Linked DNA regions of Sus scrofa: region 2 is linked to region 1. Evidence: chromatin contacts called from public promoter capture Hi-C data. All regions are on one chromosome and are shown on one strand. Each heading gives the region's core, a stretch centred on a gene start, on an enhancer-like site or on the middle of the called end of the contact. The rest is flanking DNA. Distances are from core to core; before and after follow the strand shown. Region 1 holds the start of BICRA (glioma tumor suppressor candidate region gene 1 protein). Region 2 holds the start of EHD2 (EH domain-containing protein 2).

The links. Promoter capture Hi-C pulls out the DNA fragments that hold promoters and counts their contacts.
Region 2: a promoter capture Hi-C map of fetal skeletal muscle shows a contact between it and region 1, with 2.7 times the contacts expected there. The contact joins the promoter of EHD2 here to the promoter of BICRA in region 1. A contact is called at or near these places in 1 of 5 promoter capture datasets (fetal skeletal muscle), 10 of 47 Hi-C or Micro-C datasets (alveolar macrophages, embryonic fibroblasts, epiblast stem cells and 5 more) and 2 of 2 datasets of contacts at active chromatin or transcription factors (alveolar macrophages and skeletal muscle).

The regions. Positions count from the first base shown.
Region 1 is chr6:53,337,403-53,341,194 of Sscrofa11.1, forward strand. BICRA (glioma tumor suppressor candidate region gene 1 protein) reads left to right here and starts at 1,764. Exons shown (of 17, transcript XM_021094645.1): 1 at 1,764-1,830.
Region 2 is chr6:53,420,849-53,424,848 of Sscrofa11.1, forward strand. EHD2 (EH domain-containing protein 2) reads left to right here and starts at 2,641. Exons shown (of 6, transcript XM_003355959.4): 1 at 2,641-2,837.

The DNA.
Region 1 (3,792 bases), core at 514-3,013:
GTGAAGACTGGAAAAAAGCCATCGAGACAGGATTCAAGCTGTGTAACTGAGTGTCAATCTTAGCCAACAAATAATAAAGCTGCTCCAAAATAATGTCTGTGTATATGGCTGTTCCCTAAGGGTCCCCTATCTCAGTGGGTGGCGGATGACCACCACGTTAGTCATAGATTGACCACTGTTTTCTGTTTGGAGCAATGCGTGTGTTAAGTTCTGGAGTTGATCAGGTTCCCTTTTTATATAATAATCAATAATAATAACGGTCTGCACTTATCTGGCGCTTCCTGTCAGGTTCCGCTCTCCGAGAGAAGTCATTTTCTCCTACTAACCCTCTAAGTGAGACCTAGTATTGATTTCTTCTTGGAAATGGAGGAGCGGAGAGGTGAAGTCATTTGCCCAAGGTCACACAGTAAACAAGTGGCAGGATGGGAACCAGGAGCTCCCGGGTTTGAGTCAGGGCCCTTTACCTCCGTGGTCTCGTAAATAACAGTAGTGCCGCCGAGAAACTAGGATCAGATCTAAAGCTTAAAAACACATAGCTCTCAATCACTTATTTATTCAACACACATGTATTGAGCAGCTTCGTGGGGTATGCGCCTAGCTTTTCAGGGAACCGGGGAAACTGAAGGTATTAAGCGACCAGAATATAAGCCGCCTCGGCCTGAGCGCTTGGGGAGGGTAGCTCGTAGCTATCTGGGTCCTCGTTGGGCTCCGAGCCCGGCGCAGGGCACACAGTAGGCGCTCAGCATGCGTTCGCCGAAGAAACGCGCCCATCTGAGTGTCACGCCCGCAAGGCGTTCTCGGCCCGGCGGGGCGGAAGCAGACCCAACACCACCGAGGCGTCCCGGGGCTTCTGGGAATCCCATCTGCGCGGCCCGAGAGACCTCGAGGAGAGGTTCTAAGAGAGGTCGGATCCGCTTCCCCGGCGCCCGCCTCCAGGCCGCGGCAGCTCAGAGAACCGACAGAGGTGAGTGAGCGAGCCGCGTTTGGGGTCCAGGCCTGTGTCCCCAAAGCACCGCCCCCGCTCCCCAGCCTTCCAGCTTTTTGGCTCCGACTCCCGGCTCCTTCGAGATTCCACCTGCGGGGCCTCCCTTCTCCATCCACGACTCCCGCTACCTTTTCGAACCTTCGGCGCTCCCCTTGGACGCGTTCTCCTACCCGGCGACCGTCCCCAGCGTCGGGGCGCGGCCGGGGCGCACGGAGCCCCCTCCCCAGCCGGGCCGGTCGCCCGGGATCCGGGAGTGCGAATCCGTTTAGCCTTCCCCCCTAGTCCAGAACATCGCTCGATGTAGTCGGGAGGCTCCAACGGAGCCTGGGAAGACGCGCCCCGAACCCCCGGGACTTGAGCGAGGGAGGGGGCGGTGCCGGTGCGGAGGTCACCCTCCCGGGGCGTCCGCAGCCTCCCATTCGCTGGCGGGCCCGCCGCTCCGCGCCCAGAGCGGTAGCTGGTTTGCCGAGTCGCGGGGCGGGGCCTCCTCCAAGCTCGTCCCCCGGCGAGGGCGGAGGGAGGAGGAGGAGGAGGAGGAGGAGAGGGGGGGCGGGACACAAAACCTGCAAGGTTTTTTTTTTTTCTTTTGCATTTAATTAAAAAAAAAATTTTTTTTTTTTTTTTTGCAAACCCGAGGGGTCCTGCCCGGAGCGGGCGCGGGTCCGGGGCGCCCGGGCCGCGGCGCGGGGCGGCGGCAGGGGCCTGGCGGAGGCTGCCGGGCGGCCGCCATGCGATCAGGCAGTGCGCTGACCGGCCCGGCCGGTCGGCCCCTTCTGGGTCCTCCCTTTGCAGCCCGTGCGGGGCCGTCTCGGAGACCCCGCGCCGACGGCTGCTCAAACATCAGGGTGAGTTTCTCACAATGTAGCAATTTCTCTTTAAATCTCTTAACTCTCTCTACCTGCGAGTCGGGGCTGTGACAGGGCGCAAAAGCGAGGGGGGAGTGGGGGTTGGCGGCGAGGGTGTGTGTGGGGGGAGCCGGAGCCGGGGCCGAACCCACCCCCCGACACTCACACACTCAGCCCCCCAACCGGGGCGCAGCGCCCGCTGCCTCTTTTTTTGCTCGGCGCCCACCACCCCCGGTAGCCCCCCCCCCGACTCCTCGCGTCTCTCCCACCATCACCGCCGCCCCGATCCTGCGGGGACCCCCACCCCCCACCCCGGGTTCCTCTGCCCAAACCCGGCGCCCGGTGCCTCCCCGGCCCTCCCGCCGGCTGCCGGGGATACAATGGAGCGGCGGAAAAACGAGACCTAACGTTCCACGGGGGGAGGGGCGGGGAGACCCCCCCTCCCCCGGCCCGGGGGCCTCCTCCCCTCGCCCTGCTCCTCGCCTTTCGGGAAAGAGGAGGGCAATGGGGCAGCGGATGGTGGCTTCCCTGTCGGAGCCGGCGAGCCTTCATCTCCCCCTCTCGCCCGTCCCCTGCGCCCCCTCCTCTCATCCCTCCTGGGGGTGCCGGGAAGAAACGGGGCCTCCGGCAGGCTGGGAAGGGATGGATGCGGAAGGAGGCCACTGGGTCTCCCCCTCCCCACCGCCCCTAAACAATGAAAGGAGTTGACTTGGTCCCCCACCCCCCAGCAGTGAAAGGAGTTGACCCCCCCCCCCGCTAGCTGGCTGGTCCCGGAGGGGGCCGTTGCGGGGGGTGGGGGGAGGAGGGAGTGGAGCCTTACCCCTGTCACCTCCCGAGATTTGGGGTGGCCCCCCATCTCCTCCCCCTCGGCCCGGGAATGGGAGGCACCAGGCCCAGCCCGGGCACCGCGCTCGGGTGGTGACCTTTAGACAAAGGCAACCCTTTCCCTGGGGTGAGCCCGGACGAGCCGGGCCCGAGGCCTCCCCGGGCCCCTGCGGAGGGCGGCCAGGCCGCGGGCACCCGGAGGGAAGGATGGAGGAGGAGGGAGGAGGGATGGAGCCATCTGGTTTTCCCATCCCTGGCCGCCCCTCGGCTGCTTCTCCGGCTCCTGTCACCCGGCGGCCTCGGGGAGACAAGGGACCAGGGGCTGCCCGGGCCTTGGTCCGCGGCCAGCGGCCACCCGGGCGAGGAGCCGCGGGAGGGCCCGGGAGGCAGCGGTGGCTGGAAGGCAGCGCGGCTCCTTCCTATCTCCGCACCCCTTTGTTTTGCTTTGTGGTTCTGAGCAGCTGAACTTCCCGGGGAGGTGGGGTCAGAGGCCGCTGTGTCAGCTCTCCCCGGGAGGCTGGGGTGACAGGTCCCAGCCCTCTGATGTTCCCAGACTGTGGGCCGCAGCTCGTGCCCAGCCTTCTGCCCGGAGCGGCAGCCCCTTTTGTCACACAGCCCCTCCTATAGTGGCACAGTCGGGGGATGTTTTTGAGTGTTTGCTTTTCCGCACGCCTCCTTTCCCAGCCGCTACTCGTCAGGGCAACAGTTTTTAGAAACACCCTGGACTCCAGGCCTGAGATTGCTGATAAATTCTCTGTGTTTGCAACCTGTCCCCTCACCTGAGGTGAGGTGTCTTTGACCTGGGGGGTGGGGGGGCTGTGGGAGAACAGGGGAGGTGGACAGCTCAGGAACCACCCCCTTCCCACGTGTCAGTGTCCAGTGGGACTGAAGCCCTGTACTTACTTACCCCGCCCTCCCCCAGCCTTGCCCACCCCTAGAAGCGGGAAATCACACCCCAGAGGTTGTTAGAGAGAGGCTACTGCTAGTGCCTGCACCAACCACAGCCCCAGGAGGAAGTAGGGTCAGTTACGTTACTCCCATTTTGCAGACAGGCTCATGGAGGCTCAGAGAGGCGAAGTGACTGGCCTAGGGTCACACAGCCCTGATGTGTAATCGGCTCACGTTTTTCGGACACAG
Region 2 (4,000 bases), core at 1,391-3,890, 84 kb after region 1:
GCAAAGAAGTTCATTTTTTCAGATTCCACATGTCAGTGAAAGCATTTGATGTTGGTGTCTCATTGTCAGACTGACTTTACTTCGCATGGTAATTTCTAGGTCCATCCATGTTGCTGCTTTTTTTTTTTTTAATTGTGGAAAAAATTATCCATACCATAAAATTTACCATTTTAATCATTTCTGAATATATAGTTCACCAGCATTTATACGTTTCTGTTGCGCTACTGTCAATCCTCCAAACTCCGTTCTTCACCCCGAACTGAAATTCTGGGAGTTCCTGTCATGGCTCAGCAGAAACGAATCTGACTAGTATCCATGAGGATGCAGGTTCAATCCCTGGCCTCACTCAGTGGGTTAAGGACCTGGCGTTGCCGTGAGCTGTGGTGTAGGTCGCAGACGTGGCTTGAATCCGGAATTGCTGTGGCTGTGGTGTAGGCTGGCAGCTGGAGCTCCAATTGGACCCCTAGCCTGGGAACCTCCATATGCCATGGGTGTGGCCCTAAAAAGACCAAGAAAAAAAAAAAAAGGGAAAATCCACAAGTCTGTGACACGGTAATAAGGGCTGTTGTATCACACAATTAGAGAGGACTGGCTGTGGGTCTAATCAGTGGTGAGTAAACAATCACTGGAAATTCCAAAACAACCGCAGTGTGAGAACATTGGCAATTCCTCTTGGTGACAGTGACACACGTCCTGCGGATGCTATTGTGCTTTTTGGCTCACATTCACGGTGGATGGAAGCCCTGAGTTTCAGTGAAAAATCCAGATGTCATTTTCTCCCCTTCCCAGTTCACGGACCCACAAGGAAACAGCTGGCTGAGAAGCCCCAGGGGCAGGAGTGAAAGCGAGGCTCTGCCCGCGGGCAACCTGGGCACAAATCCTCCTTCTTGTGCGCCTCGGGCCAGAGAGAAATTGCTTCCCTGTCCCTTGACTTTTCCATCTGAGAAGTGGGGTTAATCAACAATAATAATAAGTCCTCGCCTCCTGGGGGGAGGGAGGGAGACCATCCATGTCAATCTTTCATTTATTTATTTTTTTGTCTTTTTGCCTTTTTCTAGGGCCACACCTGTGGCATATAGATGTTCCCAGGCTAGGGGTCGAATCGGAGCTGTAGCCACCAGCTTACACCAGAGCCACAGTAACATGGGATCTGAGCCGCATCTGCGATCTATACCACAGCTCATGGCAATGTCAGATCTTTAACCCACGGAGCGAGGCCAGGGATCGAACCCGCAACCTCATGGTACCTAGTCGGATTCATTAACCACTGCGCCACGACGGGAACTCCATGTCAAGCTTTTAGAATAGAACCGCAGGAGGCGTTCTGTGGCGGTGTAGCAGGTTAAGGAGCCAGTGTTGCCACTGCTGTGGCATGGGTTTGATCCCTGGCCTGGGAACTTTTGCATGTCATGCGTGCAGCCAAAAAAAAAAAGGTCACATACATACTGTGGCCCTTGGTGATAAGTGCTAGGAGGGTAAACGAAGTAGGAATTAGGAATGGGGAGGGGGCTTCGAAGAGCAGGGTAGGGTGCTGGAGGTGCCTTTTGAGTAAAGACTCAAGGGAAGCGATCCTGTGAAGCAAGAACCAAGACCCATTTGACAGGTGGGGAAACAGGTTTGCAGGGGCAAAGTCGCTTCCCAGGGGTTAACCCAGATCTGGATTATTAGAGCTGATGCTTAAGCACTTGCTATGAGCCAGGCGTGTGGCTAGGCCCTGAGCAAATCTCTCTGGGTTTTCGGAATTCACTTCCCCAGAGCTCAGTTGTCTCATCTGTGAAATGGGAACAATTAAGACCTTCTTCTCAGGGGTATTCCAAGAACTCGATGTGCCAATACATGCAAAGAGCTTAGAGCGGTGCCTGCACATAGGAAGCGCTTGGTAAATGGTCAGGGATTAATTCAACAAACATATGCAGAGCCAGAGGAAGACACAGCAGGGAACCACCCGGTCTGAAGTCCCGGTTCTCACCGGGCTCAGGTTCTCACGGGGGCTCAGGTTCTCACGAGGGAGACCCTCGCTGAAGCGGGAAAATGGAAAATATGTAGACGGCTGATAAAGACGCTGGGGAAAAATAAAGCCCCCATGATGGATACAGACGGTTGGTGCTGCATTAAACAGGAAGATGAGGGAGGGCTTCTCCGAGGAGGTGACGTTTGGGTAGAGACCTGAAGGAGAGGTGGGTCCTGGGGAGGTGGGGGCGGTGGGGAGACGTGTTCCAGGTGGAGGAACAGCATGAGCAAAGGCCCTGAGGTTGGAGGGTGGTTGGTGTATTTGAGGAACAGCGAGGAGGCCAGTGTGGCTGGAGGGAGTGAGCCACGGGGAGAGAGGGAGGTGAGGGCAGAGGGAGTTGGCAGATGGGGCGGGGGAGGGCAGAGCCTGGCGGACCACAGTGAGGACTTTGGCATCTAGGTTCGTGAAGAAAAGCCCGGGAGGCTTGTGAGCAGAGGGGTTTCATGAGCTCGCATATGTTTTAAAATTTCTAGTATTACTTATACTAATAAATTATTACTATTCCCTTGTTAAGAGGGAGAGATGGAATTTGAACCCGGGACGGGAAGCCCGCGCGCTCACCCATCTCGCCAAGGCGCCCTGCCACTCCCCACCAGGGGGCGCCAGAGGCCGAGCGCCGGGTTTGGGGAGGGGGGGGCGCCTCGTCCCGCCCGCACCCCGGCCCCTCCCGTCCCTCCTCCCGGTTCTGGGCCCCACCCGGCTCAGACGGCTCCGGACGGGACTTCGAGCACAGGCCGCTCCGCGGGCGCCTCGGATCCCCGCGGGACCCCCCCCCACCTTCCCGCCCAGCTCGGTCGCCGGGTGCAGCCGCCTGCGCTCCCCACCGGTGAGTAGCCCCGGATCGCAGCTGTCCCCTCCCAGCCTGCGTCGCGGAGTCCCCGAGCCTGCCCTACTCGCCAGGGACCCTCAGTCCCCACCCCAGTGCGTGTGTAACGGTCTCCTGGGTTCCTGGGTTCCTCCCGACCCCTATCGGGCCCGCTCCTCCCAGCCCCTTCCAGACCATAACAACGTCCCCTCACTCGCCTCCTTCCTTCCAATGTTTCCCACTGCCCCGTCCTCTGGCCGGAGGAGAGCCCCTCCTTGGGGATCCTCCTCATCCATCGGTGTCCTGTTTGGTCCCTCTCCTGCCCTCGCCCATCCCGGTCCAGCCACCCCAAGGCGCCTTCCCAAGATGTCCCCTAGATCCCTCCGCAGGACACCCCCCCCAACATCCCAGATCCTGACTCCAGCCTCTCCTTTACCTCCCTGCCTCACCTTCCCAAATTCTTTTCCTTTTTTTTTTTTTTAGGAGCATTATGATTTTATAGATTTTAACATATTTGGGTTGCAGTTATTTTTAACATTCAAATTGTCCCAACTTTGGCCAGTGGCAGTCCTGCCAACCCAGGTCTGTGTCCCTGTAACATGCCCCGTCCATGTTTGAGCACCTCCCCACTCTCTGATGCAGGCTCGTCCTATCCCCGCCTCAGCCCAGGAATCAGCCATTTCTCCAAGAATCCTCAGTTTCTTTTTGTGGAAAATGGCATTTAGAGACACCAATCTGATGGAAAGTTGGTTCTGTGAAAAGATCAGTAAAATTGTAAGCATCTACTTTGACTGATCGAGAGGGAAAAAAAGAAAGGGAGCAAAGACCCAAATGAGTGATACCTGGAATGAAAGAGGGGACATCACTACAGATCCTACAGAGGATGAAAGGCCAGTGAGGGAATGCTGAGAACACGGTCTGGGTGCTGGTGGTGCTCGTTGCTGCCGGGTTGATACTTCTCCCTCCCTCACCCCTTAGACTGCAGTCTCTGTGGTCAGGTTGCCTGGAGTCCTGGCTTGAGCACTTTCTAGCACAATGATCTTGGCAAGTTATTGCTGTCTTCCTGAACCTCTGTCTCCTTGTCCGAAAAGTGGGGAGAATAATAGCCCTACCTTACAAAGTTGGTGTGGAGATTACATGAGTTAGAGCTGGGTCTGGCATGCAGTGGTCATAAATGTTATTCT